Regions from separate parts of the Mus musculus genome. Here region 1 is linked to region 2. The links are chromatin contacts, called in public HiCAR-type maps. All regions are on one chromosome and are shown on one strand. Each heading gives the region's core, a stretch centred on a gene start, on an enhancer-like site or on the middle of the called end of the contact. The rest is flanking DNA. Distances are from core to core; before and after follow the strand shown.

Evidence for each region. HiCAR-type assays count read pairs that join an accessible place to other places.
Region 1: a HiCAR-type map of astrocytes shows a contact between it and region 2, with 2.8 times the contacts expected there. The contact joins the promoter of Supt16 here to the promoter of Pip4p1 in region 2. A contact is called at or near these places in 1 of 39 promoter capture datasets (liver), 1 of 115 datasets of contacts at active chromatin or transcription factors (astrocytes) and 1 of 9 other capture datasets (adipose tissue).

Annotation. Positions count from the first base shown.
Region 1 is chr14:52,195,554-52,203,176 of GRCm38.p6, reverse strand. Supt16 (SPT16, facilitates chromatin remodeling subunit) reads left to right here and starts at 5,938. Exons shown (of 26, transcript NM_033618.3): 1 at 5,938-6,092. The coding sequence starts at 6,027. Chd8 (chromodomain helicase DNA binding protein 8) reads left to right here. Exons shown (of 38, transcript NM_201637.3): 35 at 560-673; 36 at 854-1,033; 37 at 1,430-1,546; 38 at 4,025-5,026. The coding sequence ends at 4,585.
Region 2 is chr14:50,927,440-50,934,610 of GRCm38.p6, reverse strand. It overlaps Pip4p1 (phosphatidylinositol-4,5-bisphosphate 4-phosphatase 1), which reads left to right and starts at 3,762. Exons shown (of 7, transcript NM_001033271.5): 1 at 3,762-3,998; 2 at 4,287-4,477; 3 at 4,921-5,027; 4 at 5,304-5,409; 5 at 5,553-5,605; 6 at 5,700-5,790; 7 at 6,574-7,171. The coding sequence starts at 3,836. The coding sequence ends at 6,717.

The DNA.
Region 1 (7,623 bases), core at 4,689-7,188, 1.3 Mb before region 2:
CACACCATAAAGTCTTACCAGCATAAGTACCAACAGAGAGGGCAGCAAATAGGCATGCTGGCACAGAAGAGGGACGGCTCACAAGGCCTTGACCTTAGTAAAGAACTATAGTCAACTAAAGGCTGCTGAGGAATGGAAGAAATTTTAGTCCTTTGGAGGGAGGTGTATACTGACCAGTTATCCAATAGTAAATGATCAGCCCTGAAAAACATCCAAACAACATATATGCTTGTAACAACAATTAATGAAAAATGAGGCCATGAATTTGAAAGAGAGCAAGGAGAAGTATATGGAAGAGTTTGGAGGGAGGAAAGGGGAGGGGGAAATGATGGTAGTATGTTTATAATCTCAGAAATAAAATGTAATTTTATAAAGGGAACAAAAAAAAAAACCTGTATGGAGGCTATTAGTTAAAGGCATGAAATCTTTCTTAGGAAAAGGTTTCATTCTATATCTGATTTCTGTTCTTCAGTCAGACAGCCAAAGTTCTCCCAGTCTAATCTTTACTGGCTATAAGAATGTTTCATGTGATGTCTTGGCTGGTTGCTTGTCTTCATAGGAAGAAGGATTGAAGTTAACATTCCAGAAGCATAGATTGATGGCTAATGGTGTAATGGGAGATGGACATCCACTGTTTCATAAGAAGAAGGGGAACAGGAAAAAGCTAGTAGAGGTAAGTGGTAGGGAACCAACTACTCATGATTAAATTACCTGGTGACTAGATAAGGTCTTTTTATTATCAGTAATTGAAGGCAGTTGGGAAGTTTCCTCATGACTACCATTGGCCCTGCTTCCCTCTCCTCCTCCTTCCAAACAAGTGTATGTGCTCATGGGGGTGGATTCTGGGTTGCAGCTGGAGGTGGAGTGCATGGAAGAGCCTAATCACCTTGATCTGGACCTGGAGACCCGGATCCCTGTCATCAATAAGGTGGATGGTACTTTGCTGGTGGGTGATGAGGCCCCTCGCCGGGCGGAGCTGGAGATGTGGTTACAGGGTCATCCAGAGTTTGCTGTTGATCCCCGATTTCTAGCGGTGAGTGGCAGTTCCATCCAGCAAGATTTAAAGTCTCGCGGTGTTTAAGGTGTGTGAGATCAAGAAAGCATGCTATATTTTTATACATACCACTGTTTCTGCATCTGCAAAATCAGAATGGTAATACTCAGTCTTACTTCCTATAAATATTCAAAGATTTAAAATACTAAAATATCCAGGCACTTCTTCAACTAAGTGTTTAGGAAATCTTACTCTCAAACTATTCCAGAGATTACCCAGTTTGGAGAATTAGAACCCTTTAATAACAGTTTTCCACTCTTGACTAATCTAGCTTTATAGAAGACAGGTTTATTGTCAAACAGAAGGCAGTAATATCTCAATAATTAGTACAGACATTGCCATTTCTCTAGGGTAACCAATTCTTTTCTATTGCAGTATATGGAGGAACGTAGAAAACAGAAGTGGCAGAGATGTAAAAAAAATAATAAGGCAGAATTGAACTGTTTGGGAATGGAACCAGTACAGCCAGCGAACTCTAGAAATGGGAAAAAGGTGAGAAAATAGCACTTTTATTATGCTGTCTTCATATTTTCAGAGATTCAACAGTGATCGGCCCTCTAATCCTTTTGCCCTCTGTGCTTTGAGTTTCAACTTAACAGAATACTGTTATTGGTATTTTTGAAGCATCAAGGCTTTTCCTTCTCGCCTACATAACTAAAGATTTTTTTTTTAAATTGGGCGTTTTGGAGTAAATACTAACGATTGAACCCAATACCTTAAGCTTACTAGGTAACATGCTTTACCGGTGAGTTACATCATCAACTAGATAATCTGAAGTTTAGTAGAAAAATTATAAGAAATCACATTTTACTTAATTTTATCAATTTTTACTTTTACGTATATGAGTGCTTGTCTTTATGTCTGTCTGTGCACCAGGTGCTTGCCTGATGCTCTTAAAGGTCAGACTTGGGTATCAGATTATGTGGAACTGGAGCCGATGGTTGTAAATACTGAGACTACAACCTGGGTGTCTAGAAGAGCAGCCAATGCTCTTAACCACTGAGCCATCTCTCTCCAGCCCCAAAAACAGATTTTTCAAGTTAATACCAATTTTAGTCAGTGACTATTTCATACCAAGCTTATAGACCATTTGGTAGATTGTGTATTATTTCTGTTTTCTACCAAAATATAACTCTGAAAATTTCTCTTTATCATTCGTACCTTAATCTATATAGTTGATTTGTATGTGTGTGTATGCATGTATGTATGTGATATATAGTATATGTACTATACATGATGGATACAGTTTATGATATAGTTATATACTATCATGTTATATATACTACATAGTAGTTTATGATATATTGCTATAGTAATTTTAAAATGTAAAGGAATTAGCTTTGATCATGTCCATTTAGTTTCACATGTCAGCACATGGAGGTGAGGGTCAAATGCTTGCTGATAACCTGAGCCTGACAGTCTGTTCAATCCCCAGAGCACAGATAATAGTGAAAAGAGAGAACCAACTCCACAGTTTTTTTATTTTATGTCCATTGGTTATCTGCCTGCACTTATATCTGTATGAAGGTGTCAGAAGTTCTGGAACTGGATTACACACAGCTCTGAGCTGCCATGAGGGTACTGGGAATTCAACCCAGGTTCTCTGGAAAAGTAGCCAGTGCTCTTAATTGCTGAGCCACCCCCGTTCCCATTTTAAAAAAAGAAAAAGAAAATAAAAAGATATTACTGTATTGTCCAGGCTAGCTCCAGACTTATAGGCTGCAGTGATTTTCCTATGTTTCCTCAAAGGCTGGGACTGTAGACATATGCCTCATTGGCCAGATACAATTCTTAGCTATTCGTGTAAAACTGGTGGCAGGGATTCTAGGGCTACATTACTACTAAGGCCTGCAAGCATCTAGGCATTGTAATCTTGTTTTGAAGGTCTATGCCATAAAGTGTTAAATATTTGCTTTTCCAAGTCAAAAAGGTATGTTCCATGTCAGGTGTGGATTTTAGGTCTTGGTGTATCCAGAGATGTACATACCAATTGTTTGTGCTTGGTGTTTAGTTCATCCTATTGGAGTTTGGGCCACAAAGCAAAGGTCCTAGCGTAGTAGTTTCCAGTCTTATTAAATGTAATAAAAAGAGGAAAAACATTTTAAATTCAGTAAATATGTGATTTATTTTATTGTAGAGGTTTGTGTGTTTTGTCTCTCCTTTTGGTTTTGAGACAGAATCTCATTCAATAACTGAATCTGGCTTAGAAATAACTATATTGGTGGCAATGATGGCACACAACTTTAATCCCAACACTCAGGGGGGGGCATTGGTAGGTGTATCTTGGTGACTTTGAGGTCAGCCTGCTCTACATAGTGAGTTCCAGGACAGCCAGGGCTACCTGTCTTGAAAAAAACAAAACAAAAAGGAAAAAAGAAAGAAGTATATTCTAGGTTATCCTTGAACTCTTGGCAACTCCGCCTTGCCCTCCAAAGGCTCAGAGCATGAACCACCACACCCAAAAGATAATGTTTATCAATGTGGAACATTTTTATTAAATTTGGTGAGAACTTTCCCATAATCTTCTTGGATATCCTAAGCTGATCTTGCTCAGCTATTATCGTGTAATAACAGAGGATAAATTTAAATAAATGTCTGTGTAGTTGTGCCGCACTTCACATAAGATCATGCCAACAAACTGTTCTCGGGCTACAATTAAGTCAGTTTTTCTGTACATGTACTGATTCATTCACTGTTTTACTCAGACCCCTTACTAGCAAAGGAAAAGGCATTTGTAAAAAGGTTGCAGAAAAGTATGAAGCAGGGGGAAAAACCTTACCGTTCACATGGCTATCAATATCAAATTCTTGATCTCACCCTCAGTAACACCTCCATTAACACTAATCAAGCCAAATCAGGCAAGCATTTCTAAGCTAGGACATATGTGGTTTCTGAGTCAAGTCCTATCTGTCCCCTTCCCCCACTCCCCCAACCTCCATCTTTTTACTGTCTTTTGTTCCTACCTCACAGGGTCACTATGCTGAAACTGCGTTCAACCGGGTTTTGCCAGGGCCTGTTGCACCAGAGAACAGCAAGAAACGGGTCCGTAGGACAAGACCAGACCTTTCTAAGATGATGGCCCTGATGCAGGGTGGAAGCACTGGGTCCCTGTCTCTGCATAACACCTTTCAACACAGCAGTAGTAACCTACAGTCTGTGTCGTCTCTGGGTCACAGCAGTACCACTTCTGCATCTCTGCCTTTTATGCCGTTTGTGATGGGTGCAGCAGCACCCCCTCATGTAGACTCCAGCACCATGCTTCATCATCACCACCACCATCCCCACCCCCACCATCACCACCATCACCATCCAGGCTTGAGAACCACTGGCTACCCTTCTTCACCAGCTACTACCACCTCTGGTACTGCCTTGCGGTTACCAACACTGCAACCTGAGGACGATGATGAAGAGGAGGATGAAGAAGATGATGATTTATCTCAGGGCTATGACAGCTCAGAACGGGACTTCTCACTCATTGATGACCCTATGATGCCAGCCAACTCAGACTCCAGTGAAGATGCTGACGACTGAAGCCCCATATAGACCCGTGATGGGTGGCTGCTGGAATCCCTTACTCTGGCCCTTGGACTTTGGAAATGTGGGAGGGGCAGGGAACAATATGGGGAAACCCAAGACTTCAGGAGGTGAAAAGAAAAAGAAAAAAACAAAAAACAAAAAAAAACAAAAAACTTGTACCCAATTGCTCCCAATTTTGAGAGGATTGGGTGGGCAGGGGAACTCCTAAAAAAAAAAAATAATAAATGACCACTTCCTCGTTTCTGGGGAAGCAAAGGAGCTTAGAGCAGCTGGTGTGCTCACCCCTCCCCAGACGCCTCCATTAACCACAGACTATGTAGCGCTGGCCCTAGCCTCTGGCAGAGCCTGTTCCTGGCCAAACTGTGGCTACAGCTGGAGGGTCAGGAACTGTTACCTTCCTTCCCCTTGGCATTAATAAATTTAAGTTAATCCTTTTCCATTCTTCCTATGTTCTGTTTCCTTAAACACAATATAAGTACTGTTTTTTGCTGCGTAATTTAAACACCATTCTCCTACAGTTCAATACTGTTGCAACTAATAGAAAAGCCATTTGTAGTCCTCAATAGGCATATATAATGGCGGGTTATCCCGTTTGTTAAAGCCAAGGAAATGATACAAGATAAAGAGGTAAAATATTTTGAATTGTACTTCACATTCTTAAACGAGGATTAATTTCAAGAGCCATATTTTTTTTTTCAATTAGTCAGGATAACTATTCTTGGGGAAAGCCAGAGAATAATGTGGCTTTTCATGAAATACAGCAAAAGTACACGCTGACAAAAAGGGTGCCTTCACAACTTGGGTCTTCGCGAGGCTGGAAAGAACTACAAAGTTTAGGAGCCACTCCGAGCCATTTGTTTCCTTCCACCCTACCGGCCCATCTCTTAAAGGAAAACAGAACCTTTCCTTCCTACTCTGCTGCCCACCGCGCAGCTTATTCGCGAAGGTGGGCTCCGTCCCTCTGGGGTGCAGTGTTTGGTTGAGAGTGCCTTCCCCGGGGCGGTCACTGGCCTGCCCTGGGGCAGAGGACTCACTCCTGCGCCTGGCTGCACGCGGGTCCCGCTCTTTCTGCTCCCCTCCCTCTGCCCGCCGCCCAGAGCGCCCGGAGCTCGGAAAGTGGGCGGGTCACGTGACGGGAGCCTCTGGCGCCGGAGAGAGCTTCCAGAGCCCGCGAGCCCGCGCTGCACCTCGGTCTGTTGACTTCACTTTTGCGTCCTCGGTTGCCCTTCCTCCCGCCACCCTACGGAACGAGCGGTGGGTTTGGTTTTTTCGCTTTTTAAATCTTCGACGCTCTAGGGACCCGGAAGCGGAAGGGGATACCGGGCGGTCGGTACTTCCGGGTCACAGAGAGTGCGGGATTCCGGGCCGAGCGCGGGTGGCGGAGCTGGGACCTCGCGTGATTCTCGGAGCCCGACGGGAAGCGGCGTCCAGGGCAATGGCTGTGACTCTGGACAAAGACGCGTACTACCGGCGAGTGAAGAGATTGTACAGTAACTGGCGGGTAAGGAGCCCCGCGCCCCCGGGAGCCCCACATCCCATAATAGCCTGCTTCCCGGCGCCCTTTTCCCCCTCAGCCAGAAACCTCCGGCTCCGCCGCGCTCCCGCCTGCCCCGGCAGCGTCCGGCTCGCCGCGCCGTGCTGCGCCTGCGGGGTCCGCACGCGCCTGGCCCGCCCCGCGGCCACAGCGGCCCGCCCAGGTCCCGCCACAATTACCGTTTGCGGGAAAGGGGCGCGAAAGCTGTGCCCGGAGCTCTTGGCGCTCCCCGCTCCCCGGCCTCTGCTGGAGTTGAGAAATGCTGCTCCCGCGCCCCGCTGCTTCTCCTTAGGCCCTGCGTGGGTCACAGACCCAGCGCTGGGAACCTGCGGGCTCTCCTAAGAATTAATTGATGGGACGCCTCAAAGCCGGTTTCCCATGTCGGCAGCATACCGGGGGCACGTGTTGAGGAAAACGCTGTGGAAGTTCCAGGGCTTCTCCAAAGATTGGGCAGTTTCCCTGTTTTATAATCATAATTTCAAACTTACTTTTTTGCTAGTTAACTTGTTAACTTCACAAGTGTTTGATTGATTTCATACTGTCTGAACGGTCTATCGTCTGGGCTCTGAACCTTGTGAGTGAGGGGAAATAGAACTGATAAAAAAGAAAGCCGAAAATGCTCTGAAAAAATACCAACTCCGGTTTCAGCTTTGTAAACTATCTTATACTGATTGGTCCTCTCCATTCTTGGCTCCTGCATGTAATCCCATGATTTCTGAGGCTGAGGCAGGAAAATGACTAGTTTCAAGCCTGCCTGTGCTTCATAGTGAGACTGTATCAATCGGCTCGTCATTTAGTAAATAAAATTGAACCTTTACTGAAGTCGGTTGTTTTTCCTGCCTCATCAGAAAAAAGCCTATGTATCTTTTAAGCAAGATGCATTGCGTGCTGAAAATAATATAGGGTTTTTCACTTTATTGGCTAATTTTTTTTAGATGACTTAGTGGTCTCTATCACAAAATTATATTGTTTGGTCCTGAGGATTGGCCCTACCACCACCTCTGTGTTTTACCATTAAGCTATATCCCTATCCAGGGAATATTTACTGTCACTGTGTTATGATGTATGCAATGATGATAATCAAAAGCCCCCGTTTCTACAGCCAGCCCTGAAATAATAAACTTTTAAAGCTTTTTTTTTTTTTTAATATTTATGGGTATTTTGCATTCATGTATGTTTGTGTATACCCTGCATGCATTGCCTGCGAAGGCCAGAAGAGGGCGTGGGATACCCTAGAACTGAAATTACAGAAGGTATTTAGTTGCTGTTTAGGTCCATGTGAAACCTGGTCTTCTGGAAGGGCAACCAGTGATTTTAACTACTGGGCATTTTTCTAGCCCCTTAAAAACATATTGGTGTTTTCTCTATTTCCAGAGTTCATCAAGCTATTTTTAAGGCTGTTACAGTAACATAGCTTTTAATTATAATTTTCATAACTTAACACAGCATGCTTTTGAGTAGAAAGGCTTGATACATTAAACTTTCATCTGAATGTCAT
Region 2 (7,171 bases), core at 2,513-5,012:
AGTGGCAATAATAAAAGACCGGACTACTAGGAATCTATCCCAATGCATTTATTATTTAAGACAGGTAGTGAGTGATTACTCCACCTCCAGACTAAGTAGTGGGTCCTTGGCATTCAGGGATTATAGAAAGTCTTGGCATTCAAGGATTATAGAAAAGGCTGAAGAGATGGTTCAGCAGTAATGAATGCTTGTTCTTACAGAGGACCTAAGTTCCACTCCCAGCATCCACACAGCACTTTGAAGCTGCCTGTAACACCAGCTTTAAGGTACTCTAAAACCCTCCTCTCGTCTCAGCAGGATCCTGTATACATTTGGTGCACATAAACTCATGCAAATAAATACATTTAAAGATGCTTGTTGTCAAAGTTGACAATGTGTGTTTAATCACCAAGACCCACATGGTCGAAGAAAACCAATTACCAAAATTTGTCCACTGACTTCCACACAAGTGAATAGACACACCACACACACAAATATAGGCTAAGTTTAGTGGTATATGCCTTTGATCCCACCAATTGGGAGGCAGAGGAGACAGGTGGAGCTTGAGGCCAGCCTGATATAGTGAGCTTCAGGGCAGCCAGGACTACAAAGTAAGATCCTGTCTCAAAAATAAACAAATGAATGAATGCAATTTTTAAAATAATCTTTTTGTTTTAATAAAAAAAATCCAAGACTTTTTTTAACAACCCAGCATTGTCATGAGAGCACTAAGAGAGCAATTGTCTTCCCTGAACCCTCTCCCAGATCTAAGGCTGAAAGAGGTTTAAAGACAAGAGGGCGGTGTCTGTATCGAAACTGGGTATCGTGTCTCAAGCCTGTAGTCACAGCATTCAGAGGCCTGCAGTAGCAGAATCATTAGTCCTAGTAGCGCCTGGGTCACAGAGAGATCCTGTCTCAAGACACAGCACAAAAAGATGTAAAGGTGTGTACTGAGGAATTCATAAATTATCATGTACTTCCTTCAATACCTCACATACTTGTCAGAAAATATCCAATCTAGTGGCTAACATTTACTTTCATTTGATTTCTAGTCTACACCCTGTATTTGATCTGTAACAAAAACATCACCTAGAGGCCAAATGACAAATGAATAAATGAATGAACAGTAGATAAATACATAAACCATTTATTCTCTCTCTCTCTCACACACACACAAACTCATTTATTCTACTTTGACCCTTCAGAGTATAAAATGGGTTCTTTCCTCCCTACATTGTTTTGGTGGCAGGAATGCATACTAGGATTGAAATCCCGGGCATAATGTGTGCTAGGCAAGTGCTTCACCACTGAAATATGTCCCCAGTTCTACTTTTAACTTTTTTTGTATAGCTAGAACCGGATATAAGTTATCATAAAACACAACTTTAGTGAAGATGGAGGTATCGTATCACAAAAGGATAGATTTGGGGGGCTATATATAGCAAGGGCCCAAATAGCGAAACCTAACCTAATTGAGAGTCTATAGCAGAAATCAGCAAGAACAGCAAACTGGCCTGTTGTCTGCAGAGCTGTGACTCATTTTTTAAGTATGTGCTGGGGAGTGTTGGGGTTGTTGAAGACAAGTCTGATGGTAGAAACTAATCTGAAAAAAAAAAAAAACCTGTGTCTAAAACTATCAGAACCTAGAATCAGGCATGGTGTCTCAGGCCTTTGAGGAGAGGTGGGACTTGCCAAGAATTTAAGACCAGCCTAGTTCAAGGATGAGACCCTATTTAAAAAAAAAAAAAATCAAACCAAAACAAAAAAGCCTCCATTTACAATTTCTTTGCTGAAGACAAAAATTAAGCAAAGTCTAAAGACGTTCATCTACCAAATATGACAAAACTATCTTTGGATTTGAGTCACTAGCTGAATCAATAAACACATGTGTATATATCTGACAGGTCAGTATACATCAATTGAGTAAAATGATGCACTTCCCTTCCATCGGTGGAGAGAGACACTAATAAAAGATAATTTTCATTTCAGCAATGGAGGTATTTAGATCAGTTGTGGATCACTGTAGTGGCCTCCATCTGCTCTGAGGAAAGGCTGCTTCTTTAATGGTGTATTTGAGAGAGAGAGAGAGTGTGTGTGTGTGTGAGGGGGGGGAGCAGGCAGACGTGTGGATACATATATATAGGTATTTATTTAGAATGCTGTTCAGAATTTTAGTGTTTTAGGAGGGCAGCAGCAGTGGGTTTTCTCCTAGGGCCCATGACGTCACCAGCCACAGTAGTTGACAAGGTTGACAGAAGCACACCATCCCAGGCCTAAAGTCCAGCAGGTTACCCTTGAGATGAAGTGCCACACTATTGAACCCACTCTTGCTGGGCTGGCCATTGTGATTTGTAGGGGGTTTTAGTTGCTTTTCTCCCATGGCAGCTTCCGTAGACAGCACTTGCACACATGCTTTGAGAGGGGCTTTCAGGTTGGTTCCAACCTTAACCCTTGTAGAGACACTTGTAGAATTAATTATAATTTTACAGCTATGCTTAGAGGCAAATGCCTGTATTCTCAATTACCCGGGAGGTTTGCGAAGAATCACCAAATTCCAAGCCAGGATCTTGTCTCAAAACTAAAGACTGTGGATGTAGCAGTGGTAGTACAGCACATTTTCAGAATTAAAAAAAAATTATTATTATTATCTTTTTTAGGCGCTGAAAGGGAACCTAGGGCTTCCAGCATGGTTACCATTAAGTTCACCAGATAGCATCACCATAACCATCCTACAGGAACAGTCTCTCATTTCCGTTTGTGAGTCAAATCGGACTCAAACTCATGATCCTCTTGCTTTAGCCAGCCTCAGACTCAGCATGCGCACTAGGCTTTTAGACAGTCTTCATATAGCTCAGGCTGGTCTCAAACTCTTAGCCAAACCCGAATGTCTGATCCTCCTGTCTCCATCTTCCATAGTCTGGGATTACAGCCCTACACTGTGACCTTCTGTTTTTTTAACTTTGGACGTTTTTATTTTATATATATGTGTGTGTGCCCACGCACTTAAGCCACGTGTATGTAGCTGCCGGGTGCACAATCTCCAGGAGGTAGAGTTACAGGTAGCATCGGCCCTAGGACTCAAACTAGGCTCCTTTGAAAGAGCAGAAAGTTCCCTTAACCGCTAACGCATCTTCCCAGTGCCCCGCCCTCTTGTATTCTGATCCTCCTTGTGTAGTTCAGTGTTTCTCTCCGCTACCCTGGAATTCCCTTTCCTAACTCATCTCCCCAAGTGTTGCATTTACAGGCATACGCAACCACATCACCACTACTCGGGGGCCTTGTGCCAAGTCAGACAAGCGTGCTAAGCCCTCAAGCTCCCGGTGGCTTTTCGATTCTTGTCCAGGTTTTAGGGCGGTTCCCGCGGCCCAGGATACCAGCCCTGCCAGCCAGAAGGCAGCCGCCCTCACGTTCTGGCGCTAAATTTGGGCCAATAGGGTTACGTCCCACGGGAGACTTGGGCCCAATGAGGAGCGACTCACGCGACAGGCTGCGCACGTGACGCGTGCGGGGCAGCCGCCCACCTGGGCCGGAGGTAGCGCGACCGCCCCACTTCCAATCGCTCGCACAACTTCGAGTCACGTGCAGTGTTTACGGACTCAGCAGCTACGGGAAGACCATGTGACAGTGACGTGACACGTCTCTCTCCAATGGAGAAGGGACGCTCCCTTACAAACCGGGAACTGTTTCAGGTCCACGAATGACAGCGCAGAGGGGCGGGGCCAGCCTGTCACGTGAGCGGGGCGGCACTGGCTGCGGGCGAACGCGGCGCGCAGGCGCCTTAGGGACCCGGTAGCGACGGCGGCGGCGGCGGTGGCAGCGGCGGCGGGAGCTGGTCGCTGACCGAGCGGGAGTCGCCATGGCGGCAGACGGAGAGCGCTCCCCGCTGCTCTCCGAGGCCGGCGATGGCGGCGCTGGTGGCAACGGCTTAGCGGGCCCGGGCGGGAGCGCGACCGGGCCCGGTGGAGGCCTGACGCCCTCCGCACCTCCGTACGGAGCCGGTAAACATGCCCCGCCCCAGGGTAAGCCGGAGGTCTGAGGTGCACGCAGGCCTAGGGGCGGATCGGGTCAGGGGGCGGAGCCTGCTTCCGCGCCAGGTGTGGCCCCGTGGCACCTGTCACGGGGCGAGGCATCCTCGGTCCGCAATCACTGCCTAAGCCTGGCCTGAAAGCGGGTTTTGAGGAAACTGATCTGAGCGCTTTTTTTGTGAGCAGCGGATCGAGCTTACTCAGAGGGTTCCCCACGTCCGTGGAGCATCCGTGGGAAGTGTTCGAATGATGATTTTGGGTTTATCTGCTTCCTCTTCGTAGCATTTCCCCCGTTCCCTGAGGGACATCCAGCCGTGTTGCCTGGAGAGGACCCACCCCCCTACTCACCCTTGACTAGCCCGGATAGTGGGAGTGCCCCCATGATTACCTGTCGCGTCTGTCAGTCTCCGATCAACGTGGAAGGCAAGATGCATCAGCATGTAGTCAAATGTGGTGTCTGCAACGAAGCCACTGTGAGTTATAACTATCTGCAGAATGGGCCTTGTTTCCTGGATCCTCTTTCTGGTTCAACACCCTGTTCATGAAACTTTCAGTTCCTGCATCTTGCAGCAGCCATTTCTTTAGAAGCCACTCACTAAAAATAACGTTCACCAAGCTCTCACTTTTTGATCTTTCCTGGACCTGAAGTGTAGTTCTCACTGGCAGTTGTTGCAGTTGCTTTTGATTTTTGTATTTTGGGGTTCTCTGCTTTTCTGAGACGATCTCACAATGACCCGGGTTCCCATCAGACTCTGCAATCTTCCTGCCCCAGTCTCACAGGCACACTCTACTCTGCTGGCAACATTTGTATATCTCAAATGTCTGATTCTCTTTCTCAGTAATGTCCTTGCAGAGGACTGGGATAATGGGCTTCTCTGCTGAAATGCCCATTGTTCCTTTATTCATTGTTCTCTAGCCCATCAAGAATGCACCTCCAGGAAAGAAGTATGTCCGATGCCCCTGTAATTGTCTCCTTATCTGCAAAGTGACTTCTCAGCGGATTGCCTGCCCTCGGCCCTACTGGTAAGAGACCTAAGAAGAGAAGGCCATATGTAAGGAAAGTTGTAAAGCAATAGGGAAACAAACAAACAAAAAAACAAACAAAAATCTAGAGCTGGGCAAGGTGGTGCATGCCTGTGTTCAATCCCAGCACCTGAGAAGTGGAGGCAGGAAGGCCTGTGTAGTAGCACCTTGAATGTCTAGTCATCCTGCCTACACCTCCTAAGTGCTGGGATGCAGTGTGTCATCAGATCCAAATAGAACTAAGAATTTTAAAAACATACTTTTCCCCCTGTATAGCAAAAGAATCATCAACCTAGGGCCTGTGCATCCAGGACCTCTGAGTCCAGAGCCACAGCCAATGGGTGTCAGGGTCATCTGTGGACATTGCAAGAACACGTTTCTGGTGAGGAGGGATATTGGGAAACCCTGGAGGAGGCAAGTACTAGGAATAGTAGTAAATCCTGAAAAGAATTTCCTCCTCCCCCCTGCTTTCGGGTTCTCATGGAGGAGAGCCTTCTTTCTATGGCTGTTCTTCTTTTTCCATAGTGGACAGAATTCACAGACCGAACCTTGGCACGATGCCCTCACTGCAGAAAAGTGTAAGTGGTTAGGGATTGTACTGGTGACTGGGTGGTGGGTGGCATAAAATCAACAGGGCTATTCCAAATATCAGTTTCTATTGGCTCCCCACAGGTCATCTATTGGGAGACGATATCCTAGGAAGAGATGTATTTGCTGCTTCTTGCTTGGTTTACTCTTGGCAGTCACTGCCACTGGCCTTGCTGTGAGTAGCCTCAATGCAAACCTCTTACCAGCCTCATCACAGGCTAAGATTTGAGAAGGTGATACCTTAAAGAATGGTGAGAGAGCTGGTGTTGGGTTCTGTCCCTGTAATCAAAGAATACAGGCAGTTCTAAGGTAGCCCAGGCTACATAGCAAGACCCCATCTATAATACAAAATGAGGGAGTAGGTTGTTGCCAGCTGCAAATGTGGCTTAGCTGGTAAAAGTATTGGCCTAGCTTGCATGAACACGATCATCCAGCACCACACAAACTGAGCAGAACTGAGCATGGCGGTGCAAGCCTGTGGTCCCAGTACCTAGGAGGTAGAGGCAGGAGCATAGAATTTCAAGGCCATTGACTATAGGATTTGAGGCTGTGCAGGGTACCAACATGAGACCCTTGCCTTATAAAATAAAAACCTAAAATGAGTCTGGTGATAGGATGTAGGGGGAGTATACTTTTAGGTAGAGGTGAACTAAAGTTAAAATTCACTAATAAACTAAGAAGCTAAACAGTGTCCCCACTCTGGAGAAAGAAATGAGTTATCAGCAATCCTGGTTCACTCAGTAGATGTGAGAAATGCTGGCAGATGCCTGGGATGGCAGAGTACTTTACTGCTTAAGGGAAGGAAGCACTAAACCACCTGATCTTGGAAAGACCCCTGAAGGTGTTACAAGTGATTGGGGTACAGAGACAGAAGTTTGCATTGCATTACTGTTTCTAGGACTTTGAAATAGTAGATACCAAAAGTAACCTCATCTTTTTCTTCTTCCTCATCTGTCAGTTTGGTACATGGAAGCATGCACAGCAATATGGAGGGATCTACGCAGCCTGGGCATTTGTCATTTTGTTGGCTGTTCTATGTTTGGGTCGGGCCCTTTATTGGGCTTGTATGAAGGTCAGCCATCCTGTCCAGAACTTCTCCTGAGCCCCTTGATGCAGTCTGTGCCTGACCGCTGCCTGGTACCAACAGTAACACTACAAAAGGCTCTCTGGACTTCTACAAGGAAGCCAAACAGCTGCCTCCCTTTTCCCTGGGGAGAGGTAGGAAGGAAGCAGTCCCTTCCTTCCTTATGTTTGGAAGGGTAGGTAAGACCATTGCTGGCTGGCTGCTCTCTTCCAGGGGTTGCTGTTTAGGGTAAATAGGCAACATTGCCCCTAAGCCTGGATCCTAAAGATGGTTCTAGCCATGCCCTTCCTGTACGTGCTCCCGAGAACCATTCCTGTCCCTTAATACATTCCAGGGCAGGGTTGGGGTGGGAGATGGGAGGGGGTGTTCCCCTCCCTCTGTGCACCATTAGGACCTTGCTGCTGCTATTGCACTTCACCAGGGGCTGGCTCTGGCCTCAATACCCAGTCTCTTCTCCCCACATTTCTCGTCC